Regions from separate parts of the Oryctolagus cuniculus genome. Here all the other regions are linked to region 1. Evidence: chromatin contacts called from public Hi-C data. All regions are on one chromosome and are shown on one strand. Each heading gives the region's core, a stretch centred on a gene start, on an enhancer-like site or on the middle of the called end of the contact. The rest is flanking DNA. Distances are from core to core; before and after follow the strand shown.

Region 1 (4,411 bases), core at 751-3,250:
TAGGCTATTGTTTGACTTTTCTATAATGAGCATGCACTCTGTACCATCTGTATGATTAAAAATAAGCATAAATCAAGTGATTGATAGCTATGAGTTAAGATACAAGTCCTACATTTTATAAAGTAAAATTTCTACTTTATGGGTTTTCAAGGATTATCTGAAAATGCAAACTGTCTTGGTAATATTGCATGGTTGCATCAATACTTCTTCTTTTTTTTTAAGATTTTCATTTTAGTTATTATTTGAAAGGCAGAGTTACAGAGAGGCAGAGAGAGAGAGAGAGAGAAAGGTCACTCCCCAGATGGTCACAATGGCCGGAACTATGGCAATCTGAAGCCAGGAGCCAGGAGCCAGGAGCTTCTTCTGGGTCCCCCACCCAGGTGCAGGGACCCAAGGACCTGGGCCATCCTCCACTGCTTTCCCAGGCCACAGCAGAAAGCCGATTGGAAGCGAAGCAATAGAGACTCGAACGGGGGCCCATATGGGATGCCAGCACAGCAGGCGGCAGCTTTATCCGCTGTGCCACAGCACCGGCCCTGCTTCAATACTTTTTAAAAAATATATGCTGCTATGCTCATTATACAGCTTTAGATAAAAAGGTACACTGGTATAATCAAAGCCTTATATCTACCCCTTTGTTTAAAACACAAATGAATTCCACTGATATCTTCTAATCCACTTTAAGATCACATAAAATAGGATATATTAGGTTAACCATGCTCTTTTTCTGTGATTAAATGTTTTAAGTACTTTAGCACTCCCTAAGAAAGGACATAGTATACCGTTAGACAACACAACAGTCTTCTCCCCCCACACTACATATATCTGAGGTATATCTCAATTCTCATCATGCTGCCAAGGAGGGAATTATCTAAGAGCCATTGACATTCGAACTGGAATACAGAATCACAACCCGGGTGGGTTTCTTCATTCTTCTTCCATTTGGCCTCTATTCTCACCGTTTGTTTACAGAGGAGTCATTCACACCCACAAACGCACTGCGCTACACTGTAACTATAAACTTTACACTTTTTGCCTACATGCAAATAGTGCACTTTCTTATACAGGCACCAATCCCTCAGTTTCTTGTGTCTTTCCCCAAATAACCTACCGTTTTCTAAGCTTTGCAAAATCTTTGAGAAAGGAAGAGGAAATACGAGGATCAACATGTGATCTTAGTGACGTTTATAACCAAGACATCCTCTTTATCGAGTTCAGACTGGTAGAGAATGCTTTTGCTCTGTTTACAAGAAGATCCAAGCCAGACAAAGGGAAAGACCAGAAGCTAGCAGGGTGACTGACTTCCAGGATTCCCCTGACACCACATGTGGAAAAGCTTAACTCAAACCAAAGAACGTAAAACATCGTATTATTTTGTACAGTATTACATGTCCAAGTGGCACCCTGGAGCTACCTGGGTTCAGTTATTTTCTTTCAATAATTTCACCTGTTTTGTGTTTTCCCTTCCTTCAACATAAACATTATACACGGAGCTCTCCTGCCCTAAGTAATTAACAATACTCGGCTGACATTAGCATCTATTTCGTCCTCCCGTTTTGCAGCAGCCCGGGGCACCATTAACTCTGCCGAAGCCTGGCGTGGGGTCTTCCTGAGCCCGGAGACCCCGGGCGTGGGGAAGGAGGTGAGAATTAAAAGGCAGCAAACGCGGCTCGTACCCACTGCACGTCTCGCAGCACCGGCTCCCGAATCTCCTCCGGCAGCGCATCTCCGAGCTTTTGTATGAAGCTGCCGCACAGTTCTAGCACTTCTGTCACGGCCCGTTTCGAGGTGCAGCGCACCCGGAAGTCCTCTCGGGAAGGGCCGGGGACCGGAGCTTGGCTGGCTGTGGCGGCTACTAGCTCTTCGTCCTGCGGAGGTCCGATCACCACCGCTTCAGGAGCCCCCGCCATTTTTCTAGTTTGAACTGTGGGCGGGGACTCTGGGAACGGAAAGGCGGGTTCCCACGGCTCGAAGGAACACGCGTCCGGGCGGAAACTCGCGCCGCCACAGCCGCAGCGTTCCGGCCCCGGCGTGCTTGGGGAGCTGGTTAGGCCCGGGGTGCAGCAGCGGCGATGGGGGCGGCGGGCGTGGGTTTGGTGGACTGTCACTGCCACCTCTCTGCCCCAGACTTTGACCACGTACGTGAGGGCGAGGCGGGGCTCAAGGGAGCGGGGAGGCCGCCATCCTTTCCCCCTCAGAGTGTTTTTTCTCTCTTCCCTTAGAAGGGAGCCCTGAATTCTCCCCAGGCCCTTGGTCTGTGGCCTTTTGGGATCTAGCCGATTCCCCGTTTGACTCGGTCATACCAATTTTTCTTTCTGATCCTGGTTAGCGGTGACGCATCCTGTCTCCGTGAGACTTCCAGGACCTGGCATCGTCTTCGCTATGCCCCGGCCCCGGCTGTTGATCCCTTCAGGCCGCTCAGCGCCTGGCTGAGCAGCAGCTTCCCCCTCCTAGACCTTGTCGCCCCCGTTTCTAATGCGGGAGAGAGGAGTGCAAAAAGACTGACACACACCACTAATTAAAGTGTTTCACGCCACTTTGGTGCTAGAGAAGGAAGACCGGCTGTGACTTTTAGGGGAAAAACTTCTTAGGTGGGGCCGCTTAAGGTTGGGAAGACGAACCGCCAACCAAGACGGAGATGAGGTGGAGAGGAAAGCAAACAGTTCACAGATCTAGACAGCATAGAGTCTGGCACACTGCAGGTACCGAAAGGCTGGATGAGCCTGATAAGCTAGAAAGAGAGCCATGAAACGAGTCTGGAGAGGTTGGCAGGGGATACTGGAGGTGGGTCAGGAAGGAGTTTGCCTTAGACTCACTGTGCAGATCCATTAAAGGGGTTTTGAAAGAGAGTGACAAAGTCTGGTAACCATTGTCAGACCATTTTTGTTGCTGTGGGGCAAATAGAGGAGAGGACTGGAAGCTAGAAGACCCATTAGTAGGCTTTTGCAATATACAGACAAGAGATGGTGGTGGTTGGTACCATGAGGATAGCAGAGGAGTTTGAAGTGGATTCAGGATATATTTAAGAGATAGAACACGTAGTACATGCTGGGGAATTTACTGTAATGAGTTAAGGTAAGGAAGCAAGGATGACTCAGAATGTTGGCTTATGCTATAGAAAGATGGTGGTGAGGGAAGGAAAGACAGGTTTGGGGTGGGATGGCGAGGTAGGCAGAAGGAATAGATTTGTGGGGAGAAAATAAACACTTATGTTTGGCACATGTTGGGGAGTCTGATCCCATCCAAGTGGAGGTGTCATAGGTCTAGTTATTTTTAAATATGAATCATGGGTTCAGGAGAGAGTTAGGAGCTAGAGGTAAAAATTGGGGAATCCACATGATGACATTTGAACCTGCAACAACAGGAGAGACCACTTACGTTAAGAGTAGAGAAAGGAGCAGATGGTCCTGAAGTCAGAAAGAGGAGGGACAGCCAGTTGAGGAGACTAAAAAGTAGCTGTTAGAGTGATGTTGCAGAAGCTCAAAGTGGAAAAAACTTCAAGAAGGAGGAAATAAGCAAGTGAGTGGTTTCAAATACTGCTGATGGGTGGAGGAAGATAGAGCAAAGTCCTTTATATTTGAGAGTGGAGGTTTCTATTTCAGTGGAGAACAGAAGCCAGACTTTAGTGAAACTAAAAGTAAATGAGAGGTGGGCCGGTGTAGAGTCCTCACATTCTGCCACCCTGTTCCTTGCTGTCATTGTCATTTGCTGTGGTGCCTTATCATATACATTGATATACACAGTTACTTTTGCATCCATAGTAATTGTGATAACTTCTACATGTCTTAGGATCTGGATGATGTGTTAGAGGAAGCCAAGAAGGTAAGTTCATGTAATTGCCCTTTCTTTTCTCTATAATTTCAAGGTAAAAAGAACTTGAAGTTTAGAAATACTATGCTGGTGTTGTTTCAGGAGTCAACAGTAAGCATGTGTGAAATGTTTACAGTGTGCCAGCCACTGAGCTCGGCCCTTTCTGAACTTTATCCCATTTAATGTTTCACAACAACCTTCTGAGGAAGTTATTGTTTCGTAGCCCACCATTCCCCGCTGATCTATGAGGAGACAAGGACCTAGACATAAGCGACACATGCTATGAAGTGATAGAGGCTGTTTAGTCTGAATTCAAAATGTGTCCCCACAGTCACCGTGCCTACCAAACTATGGAATGGATCAGTCCATCTGTCAGTTCTTAGATTCACATTGTTATGAAGACCTTGGATATATTGTAAATGTTTCCTGAAACATTTTGATTTGTCTGGAAACAAATTGCTTATTTTAAGAAGCATTTATGAACTTCACTGTAACTATCATTTTATGGTCTTCCCAGAAAGTGATAGAGCCAGAAATCATTGCTAGTACATTTTTATATATAGCCAACTTTCACTGTGGCCGCTTAATTAGGAGGTGGACT
Region 2 (4,411 bases), core at 1,181-3,680, 970 kb before region 1:
CCTTGCGTTTGGACATTTAGCATTCAGATGGTCAAAAAGTCACAAAATTCAGGGGTACTCACAGGAGACATGTAATAAGGTGTCCCAACAAAGGTCTTTGCAAAACTCGTATCGTGGTTTAATATCCTCGCTAGCCCAAAGTCTCCAAGCTTGACGTTTTGCTTGCCATCCAGGAAAACGTTGGCTGGTTTCAGGTCCCGATGCAGCACAGTGTGGCCGCCGTCACTTCGCCGGTGACACTCTTTTAGGGCCAGCGTCAACTGAGTCATCACTCGAAGAACAAAGTCTTCATCTAAGTACTGTCTGAAAGCAAAGCAGTTACACAGCATGGAATTCTGGGATCGTTACAAGGATGGGACGGGATGCAGTGGATTATCTGGCTTTTAATGTGGACGAATGGGGCACGATGTTATATTTTTTAAAGATTTATTGCATAGTGGGTTAAAGCCCCAGCCTGCAGTGCCGGCACCCCACATGGACGTCAGTTCAAATCCTGGCTGCTCCTCTTCCAATCCAGCTTTCTGCTATGGCCTGGGAAGGCAGTGGAAGATGGTCCAAGCCCTTGGGGCTCCGTACCTGTGTGGGAAACCTGGAAAAAACTCCTGGATCCTGGCTTCAGATCAGCTCAGCTCTGGCTGTTGCAGTCATTTGGGGAGTGAACCAGCAGAATGGAAGACCTCTCTCTGGCTCTACCACTTTCTGCAACTCCGTCTTTCAAATAAAGTAATTCTTAAAAAAAAATTTATTTTATTTGAAAGGCAGAGTTACAGAGAGAGAGGAGACAGAGAGAGGTCTTCCATTCCACTGGTTCACTCCCCAAATGGCTACAACAGCCAGGGCTGCGCCAGGCTGAAGCCAGGAGCCAGGAGCTTCCTCCAGGTCTCCCATGTGGGTGTAGAGGCCCAAGGACTTGTGCCATCCTCCTCTTCTTTCCCAGGCACATTAGCAAGGAGCTGGGATCAGAAGTGGAGCAGCAGCCAGGACTCCAACCAGTACCCATATGGGAGGCCGGTAGCGCGGGCGGCGGCTTATCCCATCATGCCACACACTGGCCCCGGGGAAAATGTTATTTTGATGTGAAACCTGGGTGTTGAGCCATGCCAGGAATTTCCTAAAATACCATGGACTCACAAAATACAAGAAGTCTTCCACTATCACAAGATGCTTAACAGAAACGCGAGCAGGCCCACGTCAGCTGCCAGTTCCAGATTACCTCTCCTTGGTTCCCTTGGCAATCACGCTCGCCAGGTCCCCTCCTTCGCAGTACTCCATCACGATGTACAGAGTCGTGTTGGTTCGGTCGATGATGCGGTCATAGTAGCGCACGATGTTCGGATGCTTCAGCTCGCGAAGCAGATTCACTTCAGATACAAGCATCTGCTTCTCAGCCTCTGTCATGGAGCCATAGTCAAGTTCTTTCCAAACTAATATCTGGAACCAGAATGGCCAAGGTCTGAATAAACTTCCCATTCTTTCAAAAAGAATTAAAGCGCCAACATGTGAAGAACTCACCTCCCTTTAAAATATAGCCTACAAAAGCCAAGGTCATTATCATCTAATTTAGTGCAATAAAGGTAGAGTCCTGTGTTGCCATCCTCAACCTTTCTCCAGCTTTTGAGCAGTGAAAGATGCTTTGCAGGTTGGGGGTCGGGGGGAGAGAAGGGGGTGCACTAGGCCTCCCACCTCGCCCCTATGAGCTGTCCGTGGGAGGATGGCAAAGCCCCTGAGCATTGCGACTGGTCACGCTTTCCCAGGGCTCAGCAGCGGGCAGTTTCCCCGGCAACGTCTCCTTCTGTACAAGATCCACCTACACACATCGGGAAACGCCCACCCCCAAATCCGGAGAATTGCTATTATTTAAATGATATGTAAATGTCAGGTTCCCTTGGTCCCAAGAGGGTCAATCTTCTCCACAAACAGCTCAGGGGTCAGCTGCCTGTCACCAAAGGGAAGCCCTTGGCAGGTCAAAGCAGGAGAAAGGGAGGAAAGGGGAGAAGAGGGGACACGATGGGAAAAAAATTATATATATATTTTTCAAAGGACGAAGTCTCCCGCCCCGCAGGACAAGCTGTCAGCGCACGCCTGGAGAGAGGGCTGAACCTTCCCGGCGCCCAACAGCCTCGGGCCCCGCGGATCCCCGGGGCGGCCCCGGGCGGACGAAACCTCCGCCGGGGCGGGGACAGGGAAGGGCCCGCGCTCACCTTGCCGTCGCTCTTCCTCCGGACCTTCTGGCAGCGGCCATAGGAGCCCGTGCCAATGGTGTACAGCACTTCGTAGTCCTCCACCCGGGACGGCATGGCCGAGCCCGTCGCCGGACTCGCGCTCCCCCCGGCAGGTCGCGCCGCGGCCACAGAGCTGAGGCCAGCACCCCGGAGAACCCCCCCAGGCTGCCCCGACCCGCTCCCCGGCCTTCGGCCCGGTTTAACCGTCGCGGGCCCGGATCTCGCAATCTATTGGTGGACGCCGAGGTCTCTTCGTCCCTCTGATTGGCTGAGACGATCACAACACCCTAGGCATCCTGGGAAAAGTGTGTCGCTAGGCAACCGCGTCGGCTTCGCCTTCAGCGTGGACTTCCTTCTAGGGGAGGAGGGGGCGGAGCTAAACCAAAGGAAGGGCTAGGGAAAGAAAACGCGGAAGGCAGGTGGGTCTTAGCAACAATATCCCTCCGGTTGAGATCGCCTAGGTAACCGAGGTTCGGGACCTTTCCAGAGACCCTCAACCAACTGCCTTCTGACCTTTGCACTCTGACCCCTCGCGACTCCTCTGGTACCCTGAATCTGGGCGGGGCCGCGCTGGAGACTGAGTACAAAGGGGAACCGAGCTGTTCTCGGAAGGAGTCACAGCTTCCGCTGCGGCAGGACCGCCCGAAGTCCCCGCGTGGCGTCCACAGCGCCCTGGGGAGCGGGAATTCGCATCCCTGCTGTTTCCCAAGCCCGGGAGGCGGAAACCCCTTGCTTCAGGCCCAACAGCCGAGATCAGACCCATCAGCACAAAAACAGTGGCTGCTCCTGGTGTTGACTTCGGCCTCGCGCGTGGCCTGGTGGAGGGACGAGCAGCGTGCAGGCCTGTTCCACACGCAGACGTGCACAAACCTGGGGGAGAGGTCGGAAGTCCCTGATGCGTGGGGGGAGCCATGCATATAGTGGCTCTGAGGCAGGCGCAGCTTCCTACCAAAAATTATTTTAAAATTATTTTTAAAAATTATTTTAAAAGAAGCTACTAAATAGGTTTTCTGGGTTCCAGTATTAAGTATTCTCAACTGAGAATACTTAATGAGCCACGGTAGGGCACCCGCAGAAGTGAGCATTCTCAGCTCTCCCAGCCCAGTGAAACTGTCCCAGAGTCCCAGCGAGGGCTGGGTCGGGGAGCATTGAAGCCAATGCGTGGCAGTGTGTAAGCAGGTCAAGATTCTTTAGATATCTGTTCAGTATGGTGTGGAAAGGAGCTTATGGTAGGTGAGCAATAAATATTTGCTGATACGCTTTGCCTAGGAGCTGCTCTCCAGGCTCCTGGGATGCCTGCATCACAAATCAGTGTCCCAGGTGGAGTCCCTGCTACTCTGTTTCTGTTCCCACCCAGGTGGGAGACGCAGAGGGAGTTCCTGGCCCCTGGTTTCAGCTTGGCCCAGCCCTAGCTCTTGTGGGCATTTGGGGAGTGAACATGTGGATGGAAGATCTGTCTCTCTCTCTCTCTCTCTCTCTATCTCTCTCTCATTGTCACCCTGCCTTTCAAACAAATAAAAATAAAAAAGCTTAAAAATAAAATTGGAGAAAGCTGTTTATTAAGAACTATGCAAGGATTTGGAGGGAGCCTCAGATACTCGGTTTTCCAATGCCCTTTGCTCTATGGCGGAGACAAAATATTTGGGAAGGAGTCATTCCAGGAGTGGAATGTGGCCTGTAGGCACTGCTCATCCAGAAAATATTTGTTGAGTCCTTACTATGAAGCAGGTATGACAGGCATTGATATGCTTGGTGTTTGCTTACAAAGAGAGAGTGGAGCCACAGTGACCACAATAAAGGGTGGTGGAGGCATGACATGACAAAATGCTAACGACTGGTCAACAGTCGCCCCTCATTTCTGGATGGGGGAAGGGCAGAACTGCCCCAGAACCCTCTAGACCCCGGGATAGAGACATCGGTGACTGAGGATCAGGTGGGCGTCCAACAGGAACGTGTTACATTCCCATGCCCTTATTGCTTCCTGTCTCCATAGCCCATCAACTCTTGGTAATATTTATGTATTTATTTGAAAAGCAAAGACAGAGACAGAGATCTCCCATTTGCTGATTCACTCCCCAAATTCAAATACTTGCAATAGCTGAGGCTGGGCAGGAGCTGGGAACTCAGCCTGGGCTTCCCGTGTGCATGGCAGGAATCTGACTGCCTGCTTCCCTGCGGGGTAGGCCCTA
Region 3 (4,411 bases), core at 1,176-3,675, 640 kb before region 1:
TGCCCAAGAACCACACAAAGGAACTGTGCAGTTCTCAGTGTAGGCTTAGATTCCTCAGCAGTGTCCTTCACCAGGTGACCAGGAAGCCCTGAGCATGTGGAGTCTCCCACAGTGACTGCCCAAAGTCCCAGCCACACCACGAATCCTCCCACACAGCCTCGGTTTTTTTCACAGTCCTGGTACCCAAGCCTCCCATAGTTACAAGCACCCAGCCCCCTGTTAGTTCTCCCCACCAGTCAGGAGTCTCTACCCAGCTGGTTGCTAGGCACAGACACAAGCTGGCGTAGCTGTTAACGTACATCCAAAATGGTGCCCCCTCTATCAGCCTGTTACAGGACACCATTGTAAAGTGATCAGGGGTTTTTGCTTTTTTCCTTCTCTAATTTGACAGGTACACTGTCCCTTATGGGGCTCCAAGCCAGGTTCCCTCTAGACTCTTCCTGCAGCTTTATCGCCAGTGGCTTGGGCTGCTGCTGTCTTGTCTTACCTCACTCTCCAACACTGGTGGATAGGCTCTCGGCTGCTGGGGTCCTGAGTTGCAGGCATCCACACCCTCTACATATGTCCCTCTAATTTGATTAGAGTTTCCTCTGCCATTTTCTCCCTACCTCTTGCTGGAGACTGCACTCTCCACTTTTTTAAAACTAACTTCTAGACTGGAGCAGTAAGCTCCCCTACTCTGCCATCTTGGAAGCTCCCTATAAACTTTTCATAAAGCATTAATGATTGCTCCATTCTTTCTCTTAAGCCTCGTCATAAAATTGCTTCAATTTTAGCAGAATTCATATTGCTCTGATGGGCTTCTTTTCAAACTAGTGTCTTACCCTTCTTAGTCCCTCAAACTAGGTCCTGTTCAGACCCGAAACAAGTTAGTGTGAATTTAATGCGTTTCACTTTCAAATATACTTGACTTGTGGGATCAAAGTATTTTTGGGCAAGTATGGTTACCAAAACAAAAGGACTTAAAACTGTATCTCCTGTCCATGAATGGAATACAGAAATGAGTGAAAACAGTGGTCTGTGGAGTCCAAATGACGTTAAAGTGTTTTAAAATTTCAGACATTTAATCAGATTCTGAGCTTCGAGAATCTTTTAGGTAATAGCAATAAAAATTTCACAAGTCTCTTTTAACTTTTTCAGAGCATATAATCTTTGATCCATAATTCTTTAGAGACTCCTATATAATAATATAGGTAGACAGCAACATTTTGTAAATGGAACGTGAATAGGGAAAAAATGTGTACAGTTTTCTAAGATGACACAGTTTAGATTGGCTGTTCTAAGTAGACCCAGTAGAAGTTCTGGCTTTATGGAATGAGGACCAGCCACTTTTGTTAGTTATTTTCTTTCTTTTACTTTCTTTTGAAATAAAATCTTGTAATCACCAGTTTGTTTCTTGAGTACAAGTTAAAGTATTAACACTATGTACTATAACTTAATGATATTTAGGTCATTTTCTTCAGAATCTACGTAAGGGTCTTCAGAAAATTCCTGGAAAATATGTATTATGAAACAGCTGTCTGTGGATTTAAAAATTTTGTGCACTAAAATAAATTTCCATTTTCCAAGAACTTTTGGAAATGTGTTTGTATACCTAATTAGGATTATTGAAAAGAGAAGCTTTAATCTACTTCAGAGTTTGGAGGAGGGAGGGAGGGAGCCATATTCTGATACTTTGTTTTGATGGTGAAGATTATAATGCCTAAGGTAGAATTTCCTCCTTTTCTTTTTCTTGTGCTGTTAGGATTTCCAGCAGAGTGTTACTGTTGTCCTTTTTCAAGATGAGAATACTTTGGTCTCTGCAGGAGCTGTGGATGGGTAAGAGTCTTTATTTCTTGGTTCTTTTGATGAAGTCACTTAGTTTCTTTATAAATGAATGTGTGGTTTTAACTTTTGACATAGTACCCCAGCTGAGAAGAAGAACTAGAGGTTACACTAGAAAAGATGGAGTTAGAACTTTTGCTCAAATAATTAAATGTAATAACACCTGTGAAACTTATAGGACCAGTGTTACCTGCTGCTTCAATTATAGAAAAATCTAAAAGTTACGGGTTATATTTGTGAATATCTGTGAGAGCTGTTTTACACTTTATATTTATATTTCATACTGCCATTTTATATCAAGTTTGTGTTTTCAAGTTGTCCACAAAGTGCAAGTAGAGGATTAAGACAATTATATCAATAGATGAAATGAAAAAGTGTTTTTCTATATTTTACAAGAAAATTTGTTTAGGTTACTTAAAGAGTTATGTGAAGAAATATTACAACCATAAGGACAGAGCTTGCTGCTTGTGATGTCAGAGGATATATGCAGAGTATTAAAGGCTTAGGAAGTGTTTTTTCTAAAAACAATGGAACAGTGACTATCAGCACTCTACCTTCAGCTTCCTTTTCCGTTCCCTTGGAGTAAACTCCGGTAACTCATCACTGGGTCAAATCACATCTGTTTCCGATCTGTCAGAACTGTAAGTCTAACATTGGAGATGACGGTATGAGATAGTTCAATTTGTTTCCCAATGAGATGTCCTCACTGTACCTGGTGAATGTGTCAGAGGAGTTAGATTAAAAGTCATTTCACATTCCATGTAATTGAAGTTGTTTGGAGTTAGGAGAAGATCTGCAAAGAAACATTTGTCTTGGTTTTTTCTTTTTTAGGATAATCAAGGTATGGGATTTGCGTAAGAATTATACTGCTTATCGACAAGAACCAATAGCGTCCAAGTCTTTCCTGTACCCAGGCAGCAGCACACGAAAACTAGGTAAGCCTTTTCCTAGATTGTGCAATTTTGGGGGGAAGATTTGAGTTGTTAAAATTTTTAAAAGACAGTATCCAAAAAAAAAAAATAAATTAGGCTACTTTTTAGCAACATAGGCTTGAGAACTTATAAAGTGTGTTTGCATCTTTTTAAACTTCAAAGGATAAAAACTCAAGCATATTTTTGGTTTATATATTTAGAGGACAAAGAATTCTGATGACTCTTGTGGAATGATCTAATTTTGCCTCTACATTTTAGCCTCATATGTATACATAATCAGGACATGCTAACTGAAGATTGTTTTTTCTAGGATACTCAAGTTTGATTTTGGATTCCACTGGCTCTACTTTATTTGCTAATTGCACAGATGACAACATCTACATGTTCAATATGACTGGATTAAAGACTTCTCCGGGTAAGATATTAATCATTCAGATTCTCTTACTGGAAAACTAACATGGGCTCTTTTGTTAATGATAATTTAATGTTTTTTTGTTTTTTCTTAAACTAGATAATTAAGCCACCTGAAGACTTTGGCATCTTTGCTTGGTTCCCTGGTATTTTCATAGGTGTACTTTCTTTGTGATACCTTCGGAAGTAAACAAAACTCTGCTCTATATGGGACTTATTTATAGTGAATCTGTTGTCCTGAAATGATGCCTTTTGGCCTATATTTAAATTATCTTAATTTTTTATTTACTAAGCTGTGGGATTGAGAACTGTTCTCAGCTTTTGTCCTCTTTTGAGAACTGTTAGTTAAAAGCAGAAGGCTGAATTTTGCAGACCCCTAAAATAGTTCCAAATTCATCTTCTTCCCTCTCTCAAGAATATAAAAATAGAACCTGACACTTAGAACTAATAAAACCCGAGTTTCTGAAGCATTTTTAAGGAGGGTTATTTGAGTTATATTTTTAAGAACATCTTCAATTACTTAAGCAAGCAAAATATTATAGCTTGATTCTTTTGCAGTCAAAAACACTTTGAATTCCATAACCAGTCCCCAGAGCCACTTAGTTCCCTCTAAAATATGATGCACTGATAAATAAGAAATCTCAAAATAGTACAGAACCTAGGTTATTTTAGTTACGATTTTACAGAACTTTCCAGAGATTTCCCTAAGCAATCTTATCAGGTCTTATCTGTGGCAGCATCACAGTTGACATTTCCGATGCTTTGGATTAGGTCTAGTGTTCTCTAAACAAGAGCAAGAATATTTAGAAAAGTCAAAAGGTTTTAGTAACTTATTTTGCTATTTTCCCTAATGAAATCAAAATGTGAGATCTGCTCGTTTTGTTAGTCCTAAGAAATATTTTTCCGAATTGTTCCCCATAGCTAGTGTCTAATCTTGATCATGTTTTCAGATGTGCAAGAGTGGTTTCTATATAATTTTCCTTACAGTGTGGCATTAAAGGGGCCTTGAGTTTAGTTTGTCCCTATGGAAATAAACATTCCTAACACTTTAGTAACCTTTTCTATGCTCCTAAAACAATTTGATTTGCTCTCACAGATTGGCAGTAGGTGGGTGAATAGGTAGACACAGATTTGTTCTTTAGAAATTTAATGACGGGGCATGGAGTGGAGGGGTTATATGTCTAAAACATCTAGTAATTACTTGTCTTTTTCAAAACTTCAGAAAAGGTCCCGGATGTGATACT

Evidence for each region. A called contact is a pair of places that touch in the nucleus more often than the background predicts.
Region 2: a contact with region 1 is called in a Hi-C map of an unstated tissue, with 4 times the contacts expected there. The contact joins the promoter of NEK2 here to the promoter of TATDN3 in region 1. A contact is called at or near these places in 2 of 6 Hi-C or Micro-C datasets (skin fibroblasts and an unstated tissue).
Region 3: a contact with region 1 is called in a Hi-C map of psoas muscle, with 4 times the contacts expected there. The contact joins the enhancer-like site here to the promoter of TATDN3 in region 1. A contact is called at or near these places in 2 of 6 Hi-C or Micro-C datasets (embryonic fibroblasts and psoas muscle).

What each region holds. Positions count from the first base shown.
Region 1 is chr13:27,219,567-27,223,977 of mOryCun1.1, forward strand. It overlaps TATDN3 (TatD DNase domain containing 3), which reads left to right and starts at 2,001. Exons shown (of 9, transcript XM_017347795.3): 1 at 2,001-2,138; 2 at 3,790-3,822. The coding sequence starts at 2,073. It overlaps NSL1 (NSL1 component of MIS12 kinetochore complex), which reads right to left and starts at 1,975. Exons shown (of 6, transcript XM_051821327.2): 1 at 1,677-1,975. The coding sequence starts at 1,910.
Region 2 is chr13:26,252,260-26,256,670 of mOryCun1.1, forward strand. NEK2 (NIMA related kinase 2) reads right to left here and starts at 2,431. Exons shown (of 8, transcript XM_002717530.5): 1 at 2,202-2,431; 2 at 1,214-1,431; 3 at 63-303. The coding sequence starts at 2,297.
Region 3 is chr13:26,578,971-26,583,381 of mOryCun1.1, forward strand. DTL (denticleless E3 ubiquitin protein ligase homolog) reads left to right here. Exons shown (of 15, transcript XM_002717528.5): 8 at 1,745-1,818; 9 at 2,656-2,759; 10 at 3,067-3,171. Among named protein-coding and RNA genes, the nearest start is that of INTS7, 28 kb to the left of the region's middle. Within about 2 kb of position 2,426, at least 1 of the 8 cell types and tissues checked has an H3K27ac peak or open chromatin away from gene starts, as enhancers often do.